2 separate regions of the Mus musculus genome follow, and region 2 is linked to region 1. The links are chromatin contacts, called in public HiChIP or PLAC-seq maps. All regions are on one chromosome and are shown on one strand. Each heading gives the region's core, a stretch centred on a gene start, on an enhancer-like site or on the middle of the called end of the contact. The rest is flanking DNA. Distances are from core to core; before and after follow the strand shown. Region 1 holds the start of Myo10 (myosin X). Region 2 overlaps Retreg1 (reticulophagy regulator 1).

The links. HiChIP or PLAC-seq counts read pairs in DNA pulled down with a chosen protein or histone mark.
Region 2: a contact with region 1 is called in a CTCF HiChIP or PLAC-seq map of the NIH/3T3 cell line, with 7 read pairs. The contact joins the enhancer-like site here to the promoter of Myo10 in region 1. A contact is called at or near these places in 2 of 39 promoter capture datasets (liver and pre-B cells), 1 of 15 datasets of contacts at CTCF or cohesin (the NIH/3T3 cell line), 3 of 484 Hi-C or Micro-C datasets (cardiomyocytes, embryonic fibroblasts and myocytes), 3 of 115 datasets of contacts at active chromatin or transcription factors (embryonic stem cells, extraembryonic endoderm stem cells and microglia) and 2 of 9 other capture datasets (adipose tissue and pancreatic islet).

The regions. Positions count from the first base shown.
Region 1 is chr15:25,617,994-25,625,406 of GRCm38.p6, forward strand. Myo10 (myosin X) reads left to right here and starts at 4,557. Exons shown (of 41, transcript NM_019472.2): 1 at 4,557-5,037. The coding sequence starts at 5,017.
Region 2 is chr15:25,953,569-25,960,981 of GRCm38.p6, forward strand. The region is part of intron 3 of Retreg1 (reticulophagy regulator 1); the gene reads left to right. Among named protein-coding and RNA genes, the nearest start is that of Mir7212, 9.0 kb to the left of the region's middle. Within about 2 kb of position 3,398, at least 65 of the 459 cell types and tissues checked have an H3K27ac peak or open chromatin away from gene starts, as enhancers often do. A contact at or near this core is called in the NIH/3T3 cell line, cardiomyocytes, embryonic fibroblasts and 3 more, where this site is marked.

The DNA.
Region 1 (7,413 bases), core at 3,307-5,806:
TAATTTTCATTTCTTTTTCAAGACGACAAAAAACATTGAAAAAAAATTTACCACCCAAGTCTGTGGATGAACCTAAAGGATGGCCTACTATTAAGTAAAGCATGAAAGGAGTCTTAAATTGTGTCAGTTATTAACTTCTAATTTGTGTGAAAAAACCCTCCAGAACTTTCCCTTTCTCTAACTAGTAATTAAAGCATTACAGTGAAGCAATTAAACGCTGGGTATTTAATAAAAACAAAGATAGTGAGAAACAGTCCACCTGCACTCACAGCAAGATAAGCATCAGCAGCAAGAGAGTTAACAACCACAGAGGACTCCACTTGGATTTATAAAGGAAATTAAGACAACACATCTCAATTGAAAGCAAACAAACACGTGGAGGAAAACGAACAGGGTACAATTATATTATCCAACGCACCCAGAGACATATACAGCTTGAGGTGGAGAAAGTGATCCAGTTGATAGGAACGGAATTCTTTTTTTTTTTTAAAGATTTATTTATTTTATGAGTGTAAGTATATTTTTATGTATGTGAGTACACTGTAGCTCTCTTCAGACACACCAGAAGAGGGCATCGTATCCCATTACAGGTGGTTGGGAGTCATCATGTGGTTGCTGGGAATTGAACGCAGGACCTCTAGGAAGAACAGTCAGTGCTCTTAACCGCTGAGCCATCTCTCCAGCCCCAGGAACAGAATTCTTTTTCCAGTTGTGGAATAATGTTTGCCAGTAAGAAAGAAAGCTTCACCTTGGCCTTTGAGGTCTTTCATTTTACAAATGTGGTAGCTTATTAGCCAGATATAATATACACCTTTGAATTATACGTAGGAGAGCCGAGAACATACCTTGGCTCAAACAATGTCCCCGCTCAGACTTAGCACAAGGTTCTTGTGACTTTGCCACTTGACGTGGGCAAGGTTTGACCTTTAGCTTTGTCCAGTCAGTAGCACAGCCTCAAGGGGAAGTATTTAACAACTCAGATTAAAACCCAACCAACCATTCCCCCTAAAAAAGTACCAAGAGTAGATATTCTTAGAAATCTATTGATTTAAAGTGTCTCCCTTTCTCGGTCAGTCTTGTCAAAGACCTTGTGAGTTTAAGAGCCTCTCAGGGATCCGATGCTGTCCCAAAGGCTTGGAGCTTGCATGGCCTACTGGGAATGCTTAGAATAACTTGGCTGTTTGTTCCGCAAACAGTCTTACTGCTAAGGTTTGTTTTCCCACCTCTTGAGAATGTGCACATAGACAGAAAATCTGACAGATTCTGCAAAGACTCTCAAGCTCCGCATGGACCTCCTGTATGCTTACTGAAATGCAGATTCCCAGACCCTCCTCCATGCTACCTCAGGGATCCAGGGCCAGGCTTTTTTGTTGGGTTTGTGTTTTGCTTCTCTTTTTAAAACACTGCCCTAGTGTCTTTGCATACTGTGTTAAGCATTTTTTTAAAATAAAAGATTTATCTATTTATTATATATACAGCAGTCTCCTGCATTTTGCCTAAAGACCAGAAGACGGTACCAGATCTCATTAAAGATGGTTATGAGCCACTATGTGGTTGCTGGGAATTGAACTCTAGACCTCTGGAAGAGCAGCCAGTGCTCCTAACCTCCGAGCCATCTCTCCAGCCCCAACATTTTTTAAATAAGCAAAACAATTGCACAAATTTGACTCTGCATGTGGGATCTGGTGTACAATTTTTCCTATATGAGTTAAGTAAGGGACACTTATTAACCATATCTTCTTAGGTGACATATATCTATGACTAAACATGATGTCCCAAGACCTTTAGTTCCTCTACTAGGGAGGCAGAGGCTCCTAGATCTCTGAGTTTGAGGTGAGCTTAGGTCCCAGGACAATTAGAGCTAAGTTAAGAGATCTTGTCTCAACAAACCCCTTGCCTCCCCCCAAAAAACAACTAAAATCTATGCATGCATATGGCTACAGATTTCTTATCATAAATGAACCCTTTGAATGCTCCTCTATTGTTTTGATGTCATATAAAGAACATTCATAATTATATGAAAGAATATTAGTATATTCTTGAACATTATTATTGTTCAACCAAAAACATGTTGAATCAGAATAAATGCAGAAGTAACTACAATAACTCAATATTTTCTATTAAGCAAAAAAAATACACAAGCAATATCATTTTATTAACTATAATTTGCATTTTGGACCATATAGTTGTTTTTCATAAACTATGTTGTTTTAACGTGTATTTATTTATCATTCCTTTAAATTATAAAAACAAACACAACAGCACTTTAAAAACAAAAAAACCCAAACCTACTGTGTGGGCTCAGGCCTATGCCAGTGCTCAGAAAGCTGAGACAGAAGGACCTCAGGTATGAGACAGACCTGAGCTACTTAGGCTCAACAACCAGCTGGGGCTAGCTCAGTTGGTAAAGTGCTTGCCTAGAATACACAAAGCTCTGGGTTCTATTCTCGGGGATGCCAAAGTGCCCTAGAGGCAGGGAACATCAGAAGCTCAGAGTCACCTTAAGCTACACAGAGAATTCTAGAATATCCTGGGATACTCCAGATCCTGTCTCTAAGGAAAAATGAACAGACTTTAGGTTTTGTTTTGTTTCTTTTTTAAAGTTTTAAATCTGCAGAAAAAGAAGGGAAAGCCCAGAGTGGCCACACAGTTAGGTAGTTCCAGGCTTCTCTATTACCAAGTGTTGTGTTAACGTAGCACATCTGTTTTAGCTGATGAGCTAGGATTGGCTCGGATGTTGACTTCTGAGAGGCCAGGGGCCAAGGTTGCCCAACGAGTCTGGAACAGGACCGATGCTGGGAACCAATTCACACCCACATACTCTAACCAGCTCTTTAAATCATTTTTCTTGCAGAGATGTGTGTAGATTAATGGGATAATGGCATAATTGTTCAGCTGCCCTACCTGAACACAGCTGGTGGCAAAGCTCATTTGACTAAGCACTTTGGTTGTGTTGAGCATTTTTGATATCTGTTCTGGCTCCATCTTAACCTTCCTTCAGCCTCGTGTAAACCCGTGGAAAAAACCAGCCACGTGGCATAGCACATGTATCATTAACTGGTTTATACCTTGAATCTTCCCTCAAAGTGGGGAGATGGGAGTAAGGTCACCAACACTAATGTAATGCTTTGGAGTTCAATAATGCTTAAATTCCCAAATAAAGATGACAAGATGGTTCACATGTTCAGCCATTTCATTCAGTCTGAGCACAAGCTTCGACTCTCCCAACTGCAGGTGGATAGGACATCAAGAAAAAGCCAAATATGTGATTGATCTTCCAACATCTGGAAAAAAAAAAAAAAAAAAAAAAAAACCTAAGAAGCGGGTACCTAACCAGGCAGGGTGCAGCTTGGGATAGTGAAGGCTGTGTCTGTTTCCAGAAAGACTGCCCTGGAAAGTATCTTTCTCAAGCGGCTGGCAGTTAACAAATCCTTTAAGTAGAACTTCTCAAGTCAGTTCATTGTTGTTCCCAGCTTGCCAGTTAACAACCTGCTGCTGGACCAGCTGTGTGGTTCCGGAGTGAGTCTGACAACACCCAGCCGGTTGGTTCAAAGGGTTCATAGATCCAGTACTTGGGTGACCTGATCTTGCTAAACTGCTACAGAAGGAAACTCCTTCTGAGCTGTTGGGAGTTCTTTCTGCAGTGGGCCAAGCACCAGCTTTGGAGGGCCCTCTGGACTCCTGTTAGGAAAGCAGACTTAGGAATCCCAGTCCGTGTTACAGGATCCCCAGATTCCTGGCCACAATAAAGCTGGAGTTGTCTCGGTGAGAATCAGGACTGACTCCTGGTGAACCGAGAGCAATTACCCATCTCTCTCGCATCTGCTCTACTTCCTTTACGTCCAGAAAAAGAGGTTACAGTTACAAGTGCTATAGGACACGTCCCCTTCCAGTATACAAAACATTTCCCTGTGGCTATCAAAAAACCCACTTGGAGCAGAGAAACTCAACAAGGAAAAGCAGCTTTCAAAAGTTCAGATTCCTGTTTTCCGCTTCCTGTCCTGGGATCGCACGATAGAGTCGCAATGATGAGATCCACGTGGAGCAGGTTCTTGGGGTGTCTAACATTCACCGCCGTGGGGCCCCTCCTCTTCAGTCCCGGGTAACTTTCTAGTATCTACGATCAGAGGGAAGAGTCAAGTCATCTAATAGCGCCTAGGCCGGTGGCAAGAAGACCCAGGAGAAGCACACTGCTCTATGGATTCAGAGTGGATCTAGGCGGTAGCTGGGACTCCGCGCACCCGCCGCTCTCAGGGAAAGCACAGGGCAGGGCTCCGAGGGGCGGGGCCGCGCATCCGGTGGGCGTGGTTTGGGTGGTAGCTGGGAGAGGGCGCGGCATGTAGGAAGCCCGAGCAGGCTGTGGGCGGGGCTATAATGGGCGTGACCAGGAGTCGAGTAGGCGGGGTTTGGGTATATTTGAGAGCAGACGCTCAGTCTCCGCAGGTTGGAGGAGTTTCTGGGGGCGGGGCCAGGTCCGTAGGAGGCGTGGCTTTACTCGTGGAGGCGTGGTTATATATTGGGGGCTGGGATTGAGGGCGGGGCGGACCGAGCACAAGGGTAAGCGAGACCGGAGAGCTGGTGAGAGCCGGCCGCGCCTGGGGCGGGAGAGCTCACCGTTGTTGGTTTGCTGGTGATCCGAAGTCGTCCACCCCACCCCCGCTGGGACCGAGCGCCCCCGGCGGAGCTCCAAGGGAGGCAGGCGCGTCGCCAGCCCCTTGCCGGCCCTCCCCCAGCTCGGGAAGAATGTGCCACCAGCTGTTCTCCTCCCGGGAGCACTTCGCCCAGAAGTGAGGAACTTGGAGGAAGGAGAGACAAAGGCTGTGGTTGGGACAGAGGAGGTCCGAGACGCGGACAAAAGGTGCGGAGGAGCAGCAGCGACCGGGGGATGGCAGAGCGGCGGCTCCGCGGGCTGGAGTCGCCCCGAGGCGCACCGTGACACGCGTGGCTTCCCGGGACCTGCCGCTGCGCTGACTTCCGCGACTGGAGCCGTGCCGGGAAGGTGCGGGCGCCGGAACAATGGACAGCTTCTTTCCCGAGGTGAGTGAGTGGCGGGGAGGACCTGGCTGAGACCGGGACCCGGACCGGCACACCGAGCGCGCCCCAGCGCCTGCGCGTCCCCAGGAGGGGAAACTTTGTGGGAATCTCCTGAAACCCCACTCCCTCCGCCGGCCCCGAGTCTCGGATGAGTAAGCCTAGGCAGGTTTGAGTTTGTCCTGCGCTCGCATGTCCCCGGGCGTGGGTGGCTAGCTGACACTCCGCGCCAGGTGAGTCCCCGGGCGCCGGGTGGGGGAGAGCTGCGGACCGGACGGCTCGGGTGCAGGAAACGCGGTAAAAGGCGCAGCCGGGAGGTGCCTTGCTCCAAGAAAGGTCTGGGACTTCCTTTGCTGAACGTGCGGGCTTCCTGTGGCTTCCAGAGGAGCCGGCTAACGAAGTGTGAGCCGGCCGGCTGGGTCCTCGGTCACTGCTTGCCCTGCCTCATTGGGCTTTCAAGTCTGGGGTCCTTACTTTACTAGTACTGCTCAGGTCGGGTTTGCAGATAATTCCAGAGTACGAGACCGAATGATCTTGTTTTTAATGCCATTTTTTTTGGCAGATCTTGAATTCGAGTTTAAATAAAATTTGTTTAGGGCAAACAATGGTTATTTTAGAAGATGAAACCGATGCCCGCTTTAGGGTCTTTGAGGGCGGGACACCACAGTTACTTGAGACGGGACTTGAAAGTTCCCTTTTCCCCCAGGGATGGAGAGCCGCTCTGGTTTCTTGGCCCCGATTCCTTTCTTGGTTGTGTTTATTTAATAAATTCTGTTTAAGTTTTGAGGTTTGAAGTGGCTCAGAGTAAACTTAGCTGACTTTGAGAGAGGCTGATGAGATTTTTTGCTGAAAAGTCAGGGTGAGGTTTTTGTGAATCCAGGACAGTCTTGGAATCTTCCAGCAAATCAGAGTGGTGAGAATTTGCCTGTGCTTTGGCTAGCTTGCTTTGTCAGAGTTAATTGGCTATAGTGTTTCAAGGTCTGACGTTCACTTACTGTACTCTCAGACAGCTACTTATAATGGCCACAGTGATGTATTGTATAATGTTCGAATTGACTTTTACCAAAGTGTTTGTCTCTGTCACCCTGAAAGGCATCCTGGAAAGACATTAACCATCCATTACTTAAAAGAAGGGAAATATATAGAAAATAGAGACCTCAGAAATATATAGAAACTAGAGACTCCTTAATGGCTTTTTAAATTCGTGGGTGTTTGTTTCCTACCTGTATGAAGGCAGCAGGACTTTTGAGTTGGTCTACAACAGTAAATTACCGCTAGGCTGGGTTTTTAGTTGCTTTTATCTATAAGAAGAATGAGGTTTTGTCTCTAGGGAAAATAGTTCTTGACTTGGTGATCTTTTAGAAAACTTGTGTGTGGTTGTTGAAGGGCCACCAGTCTCCCTAAGCCTGAAGACCAAAGTCTCCCCTTGGGTAGAACTCTGCCCCCTAGTGTTAGTGGCGGAAACTTAACCCTAGCACTAACCCCTCTAAGTTATGGGACTATTCAGTAATTCCAAAAACTCCTTTTCACCTGTGTTTCTCTGTGAGGAGATCTCCGTGATTGGAATAACAGTGAAGTTGTCTTTACTGGTTGCCTATTTTCATTTTTCCTCTTTCTAGTGAAGAATCTTAACCCAAAGATTAGTAAGTTACCAGCCCAAGGTTGAAGAATGTGTTACTGGAGGCCTAGCCTTTCCCCTTTGATGCCGGTGGCTGGTATTTCTGGGATATACATATACATATACATATACATATACATATACATACATACACATATATACACATACACACACACACACATATATATATATATTGCTTTTAATTTGCTGGCATGTTTATGTTAACATCATGATTTCTAGTGTTTATGTTATCATAGTGATTTCTAGTCAGCTGTCAGCATTCTGCCCTCCACGTAGCGGCGGGGCAGGTGAAAAAGCTAAACAGTGATGTAGTGATGGGAGACACACACCTGACATAGAGCCTTTTACCTTAATGTCTGAGAACACCGTCAGTTGTCCTGAGAAGGTTTATCCAGTTAGACTGGAAAGCGCTGGAATCACATGGTGTCCAAGGGCAACTAGCTTCTAGGGACTGATTGGTATCCAGGAGCAAGCTAGCTTCTAGGCCTTCCTTAACACTAAGCAGTGTTCTGCTCTTTGTTAACTTTTCTCTGTGATTTAGAGATAACGACCTGTTGCTTGTTAGCCAACAATTTGAAACTCATGCTAACAACTAAAAAAGAAATTAACCGAGTGAGGCCTTACATGTGTGAGTCAGATAACAAGGAAGTAGGAGACACTTGTGATTCTGTGTGGCTGCTGCGTAGACCACCTTTGTCATTGGGGGCCAGGTACCTCTTTGCTGGAGGGGCTGTCTACGCCCA
Region 2 (7,413 bases), core at 2,148-4,647, 330 kb after region 1:
TCATTCCCGTCTCTCGCTCCTATGAGACATGTGAGTTGACGAATGACAAAATTCAGAGAAGTGCTTCATTCTTCCACGCATCATCCCTTTCTATCTTAAAAGCATCATACGGGAAACTGATATAAAAAGTTGCATGGATACAGACATGTATTTAATCTTTGCCTGCGGTGTCTTATGGCTCTGACAGATAGAGGGATCCCCAAACCTGTTGGGGTTGAGCAGTTTCACTTGTATAGTCCAGGACCCCAAGTCCTGGTAGTTCTATTGTTGTAATGGTGCTGCCCACAGTAGAAAGATCCTCTCCTGTCAGCTAATGGAATTCAGGTAACTCCTCACAGGCATCCTGGGAAGTCCTTCTCCCAGGGTGACTCCTGGCTGTGTCCTGTTGATAATTAAAACTAACCATAACATCATCAAAAAGTAACTCAAAGCATAGCGTCCCTAACAGAGGGATGATGGGGATCTCTCCCGGTTTCTTTTGTATATTGTTTATTTAAAATAATTAGTGCTCATTTAAAAAGAAGTGGCTTTCTTTTGCTCAGCAAGCCCCATTAGTCTTATGTGGCTGTGTTTGCATTCCCAAAGACTCATTACCTCTGTAGCCTTCACCTAAGGGTCCAGGTTCCCGAGAAGTTTAGGATAAAAATGTTTACCACCCTGTAAAATGGATCTACGTGCTTGTGTGGAGACACTGCTTGGGATGGCCAGGCTCAGTAAAAGGACGCTCCACCGTAGTTCTATTGGCCAGGCTCAATAAAAGGACGCTCCACCGTAGTTCTATTGGCCAGGCTCAGTAAAAGGACGCTCCACCGTAGTTCTATTGGCCAGGCTCAGTAAAAGGACGCTCCACCGTAGTTCTATTGGCCAGGCTCAGTAAAAGGACGCTCCACCGTAGTTCTTCTGTGGTTCTGGATGCTTCTCACCCAGGAAAAGTAAATGACTGGGCTACATCAGAAAGCCATTTCTCTGTATTACTTTTTTTTTTTCTAATCTCATTGATATAAGCAACATATTGCATACAAACAGAACGTAGAAGGATTATTTGTCAGCTGTGTATTTGTGCATCGGTATGTGCCTGTGCACAAGACAGAAGGCATCTAAAGTCATTTTACTACTGGGCATGGCCAGTAAACAGTGCCCCCCGTGGAGAAGAGGAATAGGTAGATCTCCCGCATCTGAGAGCTGTGATGGGTGGGCACATACACAGCAGCATCCTTTTGCATCTCTGGTATCTTGAAAGTGATTTCCTCAAAGTGCCTTTGGCTAAGCAGATGATCTCCAGTACACTGCTTGACATTTTACACACACGCACATAAATTGCAGGTGGCAGTCATTAAATTCCCCTGCACACCGCCGGCAGAAACTTGAGCCAGCCGATTACTCCAGTGGCAAAGATAAGTGTCTGTCACCCACAGGTAAGAATGAAGGACTGTGATGAGCAGGAGCCTGTCACTGGTATGGTTCAGCCTAGACTGCCCCCATCCTCTTTTGGTATACTGTATTCCCTTTCGTTTATGAATACACATTTTTAAAAGGGAGGCTTCTGCAGCAAATTAATAGTGTGTGTGGAAATGAGGCAGTAGAGGGCCTCTTTAATTGTGCCTTCCACACCGCCAAATTCATACTGCACCCATTTAACCCTCATGCTGCCCGTGGGTACTGCATTATGCTAATTTACCATTAACACCTGCACCATCTACACCATATCAAGTTTTTTTCAAAATATACACGAGTTTAGCAGAGCAGAGATACCCCGTTGAGAATGCAGTTGATTTTATGCCCAGTAGGGTGTGGTCATTTGGCATGGATATATTCTTTTCATAGCTGCTAATTATTTCATTCAACTGATGGCTTACCTACAGAAAGAAACAAATAAGTACACTCTTTAAAGAAAGGCTCAAGGCATGAATGTGACCTACAGTCAAACGGTCCACCGTGTTGGTTAGTAGCTGATACCTGTGCAATGCAGGAGAGTCATCAAGTTTTTTTTCCAGAACCCATGTTATCCTTCTTTATCATATACATCACAATTAATTTTCTTTTGTATTAATTAATGATTAATTAATTAATTGGCCTTTGTATTAGACACAAGTTGGAATGACTCGGCAATTCTGTCAGTTTGGGCTCAGACCCAGTGTCATTAGTCTAATCTCTAAAGAGCAAAATCAGGAATTATGTTGTCCATTGATCGTTTTTCAATTCTAAGAAACATATTCTTTTAAAAAAAAATTGTCACCAGTTTCATACCTCTAAACCTAAGATCCAAAAACCAGGGAATGGACATTTACTTCTGAGCCCAAGTGCAATAAATCCTGGACTGTAATTTGCTGGAAACTACAGATCAAATAGAATTCGAAGTTGGCATACTCCCTCCACAATAACAGGTTGCTTTCCGTGAAGCCTGGTTCTTGACTCTGATTTTTATCTGCCCTTTGAGGATAGAGTGGAAGTCTTTTCCTGCTTCGGGACAGACAGGGAAGTGATTGAATCAAATCTTGGCGTTGGTATTCAAGAAGGACGGGCCTCTTAGTCTTCCACATGTCTCCATTGAGTGCTTGCTTGCCTTATACTTGGGAAGGTCATTTCCTTGCTTGGGACCTTGTCTTATAGAGCCTAGTTATTAGACACTAACAAAGGCAGAAAAGTTGAAAATGGCTGGTGTCTTATCCTCAGGCACGTCAAAAGAATCTCCCAGCTAGCAGAAGAAAGCATCCTTCTAGATGGTGGATTAGATAATCGTGTCTCCCTGTCCCAAAGTGGCACTGCTTAGTTTGAGATACATGGGGGAAGGACAGTCTCAAGGACTGGCCAATTCCTGTTCCTTTTCAAACTAGGGAGGGAGGGAGGGAGGGAGGGAGGGAGGGAGGGAGGGAGGGAGGGAGGGAGGGGTGTGTGTGCATGCATGCATGATTGTGTGTAAGTGTACATGTTTGTGTGCGTGTTCGTGTATGAGGGGTCTAAACAGAACACTAAGTTGCCCAAAGAAGGTGGGGCTCAGCTTCTGTGGGTAAGAAAAACAGGCACGGAGCTGGCGCCTCTTTGTCCCTGTCCCTGGGAGAAGGTGCTCCTTGCCTAATTGGTCTGAGAAAGTGAGAGACCGCTCTGAGCACTCTGTAATTGTTTAATCTCTTGCTTGCTTGTTTAATCCTCCAGTTGACACATCCCATTTGCTTCGTCATGGCTCTAATTCTGTGTGTGGAGAGAGACATTTCCCTGTCCTTATTTTGTTCCTCTCCCTACACATATTCACTCATAGAGGGCATAGCAAGTCTCCAGGGGATTAAGAAAAAATTCCGACACGTTACACTAAGAAATGGTAAAGTGTGTAACCAGATATTGACTGACCTTTCTAAGAAAAATTCAACAGGAATTAGCATCAACAGATGGTCACCAGCAGTGAGCATGAGACCCTGAGTCACTCGCTGAGAATGAAAGGTCTCTAGGCCAAAACGTATTTATAGGTGTGAGGGCTGCACCAGCTGTTTGTCACAGTTGCTAGGTGACAAGTTATTACAAATCTTTTTTTAAAAGCTTGTTACATTGGACGATGACATGGCTAACTTTCTGAAAAATACTGTTTAGCTTCGATTTATGTATACTTCCTATCTCTAATAAAATCACACTGTGAAACAGTCTCCCATAGTGCTCTGCCAGGAATCTTCTAAGTATGTTTGAATGTGATTATTGGATCACGAATTCACACATGACTATGGAAAATCTACAAAGTTACCAGAGAAGTGTGTGTGAGGCAAGCACTGGAACAAGCGAGCTCTGTCCCCAGGCCTTTCTGCTTGTCTCAGAGAGCTCAGAAGAGAGTCCACAACATTTTTAATGTGATTTAAAATCCAATGGGGAGTGAGCATTACAAGGATCATAAACCATCACAGTGGAATTTCTGCATGAAGACAATAGAAAAAGCATGGCTTCCAGTAACAGATCTCCTGAGCCCCATTTTCTCTGGGGGTAAAATGGAGACTGGCACACCAGTCCTGACTCGCAGGGTGCTGTGGTGACTTGTTGAGAGAACAAGGATCACGTAGTGATGATCTGAGACAGTGCTTGCCGATGAAGCCCTTAGCAGACCGCAGTCAGGGCCGTCCGTCATTATACAGAAGGATATAATTTAGTCTGAGCAGCTGGCCCCAGACTGTAGGATGGCTACTGGGAACTGCATAGAAACTGCTACTGTGCTTGAAAGAGAGAAGAGGCCCAAGTTTGGCCTAGAACCAGGGCTGCTCTTTACCTGTCTCTATTTTGACTCATTTCGTCGTAGTTAGGGATGGATGCCCTCTGCCATTCGTCTCTGAAGTGATCTGTATGTTCCAGTGTGGACCGTGTACTTCCTGTGCCGGTCACTCCTGTTCCATGTGACCTTGAGCCACACAGATAAAGAATCTAGACTTCAACTTCCTCGGCAGTAACCTGGAATATAATAAATCAGACATGATCACTAAAATGAGGTTATTGAGTTTCTAAGTGTCGGAAGAGTCCCTGTCCCCTGGAAGGTGTTGTCTGCTCATGACACTCTGGACTTGAAATGGGTTTCTCTGTTTATCTGAATCATTATTCAATCTCCCTGGCTCTTTTCAACTTAAAAAAAAAGTTACCTAAATAAAAAGTCTTGCTAATCTGTGTAATCTTATTCTACAATTATTTTTAATAATTGTCTGCCTCATAATTTAAAATGTATAGTTTTCAGTTATTTTAGCTTAAAATGTGTTAGTTCTTTATTTTGTTACAAATGGCAGAAATAAAACTGAAAAACAGCTTTATGAAAAGGAAATTGGCCTTAGTCTGTAGATGGCCTTGCTGTGTACATTGCTTCTTGGTTTTAGCAGTACTAAGAATTCAAACTGGACCTTCAAGATTCATTTATATTCTAGTCCCTCCCCCAACACACATAACATACAGCACACACACACACACACACACACACACACACACACACACTTGGTTTTTCCTGTCCCTCTCTTTCCCATCTCTTTGGTAATTATCTCCTTTAACAAGTTAAAAATATGTGAAAATATTAAAAATGTTTTGTTTTGAAAAATAGTCTTCACTTTTAAATAGACTTTGCACTTTGGGACAGTCTATAGCCACACAGCAACAAGTTTATCCTACCCTGTCCACAGCAATGAAAACATTTTGTATTTAACAAGTTTGTCTCTCTTATCCAACCCCCTTAGTTTACAAATTAATTTTTCTCTAGTAGCTTGAGATTAAAAGCTATTTCTAACATGTCACTTTCATGTGTGAAGTCTCTCTCCCTCTCTCTCTCTGTCTCTCTGTCTCTCTGTGTGTGTGTGTGTGTGTATACATGTGCCATGTGGGCATGGGTGTGTTCTCAGGCACTACGTGGTCATGTGTCATCTCGCTGGTTGAGGGCTATGCCTCCTCACTTGAAGTCTCTGGAGTTAGGAACAGTAACAGTAAGCACACTTGCTGTAGACTCAGTGGACTATGAGAAGCGAAGTGCCCACAAGAGATCTTACTTTTTGAAAATGACACTAAGACTCACTTGTTTCGGTATTCGTGTTGTTGGTCAAACCCTAGCTAGCACATCTCCCCGCTTTCAGATAGACAGTTTATTTTTTTTTTCCATTTTTATTAGGTATTTAGCTCATTTACATTTCCAATGCTATACCAAAAGTCCCCCATATCCACCCACCCCCACTCCCCTGCCCACCCACTCCCCCTTTTTGGCCCTGGCGTTCCCCTGTACTGGGGCATATAAAGTTTGCCTGTCCAATGGGTCTCTCTTTCCAGAGATGGCCGACTAGGCCATCTTTTGATATATATGCAGCTAGAGTCAAGAGCTCCGGGGTACTGGTTAGTTCATAATGTTGTTCCACCTATAGGGTTGCAGATCCCTTTAGCTCCTTGGCTACTTTCTCTAGCTCCGACAGTTTATTTTTAAAGAGCGTTGACTCTCATGTTTCCTGATCTTAGAGAACCCCCTAATGGAGAATACTGTGTCCTACACTGTGAAGCCACAGACAGCGCACGAGAATTCCATCAGGTTAAATGTTAGACTGCAGCCAGCACTTTTTACTGGGCATGATAGCACATGCTATAATTCCAGCACTCTGCAAGTAGAAGTCTGAGAATCAAGAGTAGTAGGCTAGCCTTAGCTACATAGCAAGTTCAAGGCCATCTTGGACTACATGGCATCTTGATTCAGAAACCAAACAAACAAACAAACAAACAAACCAGCAACAAACAAACACACCCCCTCAAACCTTGCTTTGGATAACTTTATATTTTTAAAGATTATATGTTTTGTGTGAGTCTGTGTACATGACTGTAGTTATCCAAAGAGGCTAGAGGTGTTGGATCCCCTCTGGCTCTGGAATTTCAGGCCTGTGTGAGCTGCATGAGGGGGCCATTCTTGAAGCTAAGCTTTGGTCTAGGGAAGCGCAGTGCATGCTTTTAACTGGCGAGCTATCTCTCCAGCCCTGATAACTATCATCTTAAAGGAAAAGAAGTACAAAATAACGCAAAGACACGCACAAAAGTTTTCGTTTTTTAAAAAATTCGATTCAGACCTATTTGACTTTTTGAAATCTACTGAACAACTGAATCTGGGAGGCCCTTTGGGAGCCTGGTTGTAAAAGTTGCCCTCAGGACCAGGGCAGAGCTTAGTTCAGAGATGATTCATTTTCTTGGCTGTTGAGCCAAGACCCCACTGGGTGCTCTATCAATGACTGTGGATATTGAGGTTTTTCTAGTTGAGTTGAGGACATGGAGGCTTCTTCGCACAGACACTGCTCTTTCTATGCGTTCATTACAGCCCTTTCCTGCTGTCTGAGTTTCTCATGCAGGCACACCTATCAATCCTCTGCTGAAAATGTCAGGGGATTCCCCTGCGGACCTACTAAGTGCACTCTCTCTATTCATCTACTCTCGGGCCTGGGACTCCTCACTCTTGGGTCAGCTCAGGGAGATGACAGATCCCACCTGGGTGGCTCCTCTCTGCTCTGGCTTCTGGAAATTGTAAAGGCAGTGAGCTAGGCAATTGTAAGAGTCTTGGTGCGTTCTCTCTCTCTCTCTCTCTGTCTCTCTCTCTCTTGCCTAATGAGTAAATCTAGCCCCTGACATACCATCTTGCCCTGGCAAATATCTCTGTCTATTTTTTAAAATAGTACTTCCACATATTTTGCTTACAGTGACTCTTAGGGTAAGAAACACATGGTGCAGAGTGCCTGGATCACTTATTCTTGCAAGTTTCTGAGCTTCCCCTAAACTGTTCCACCAGGATCTTCTCAAGTGAGGTCCAGGCCCATTTCAGTAGCCTGGGAGCCAGACACCACCAATGAAAAACTCCAAAGGGTGGACTTCCGTACAGCATGCACATGACTAGTTACAGTTTACCAGGACAGGGAGACAGAAAAGCAAGGATATTGGCCTAAAATT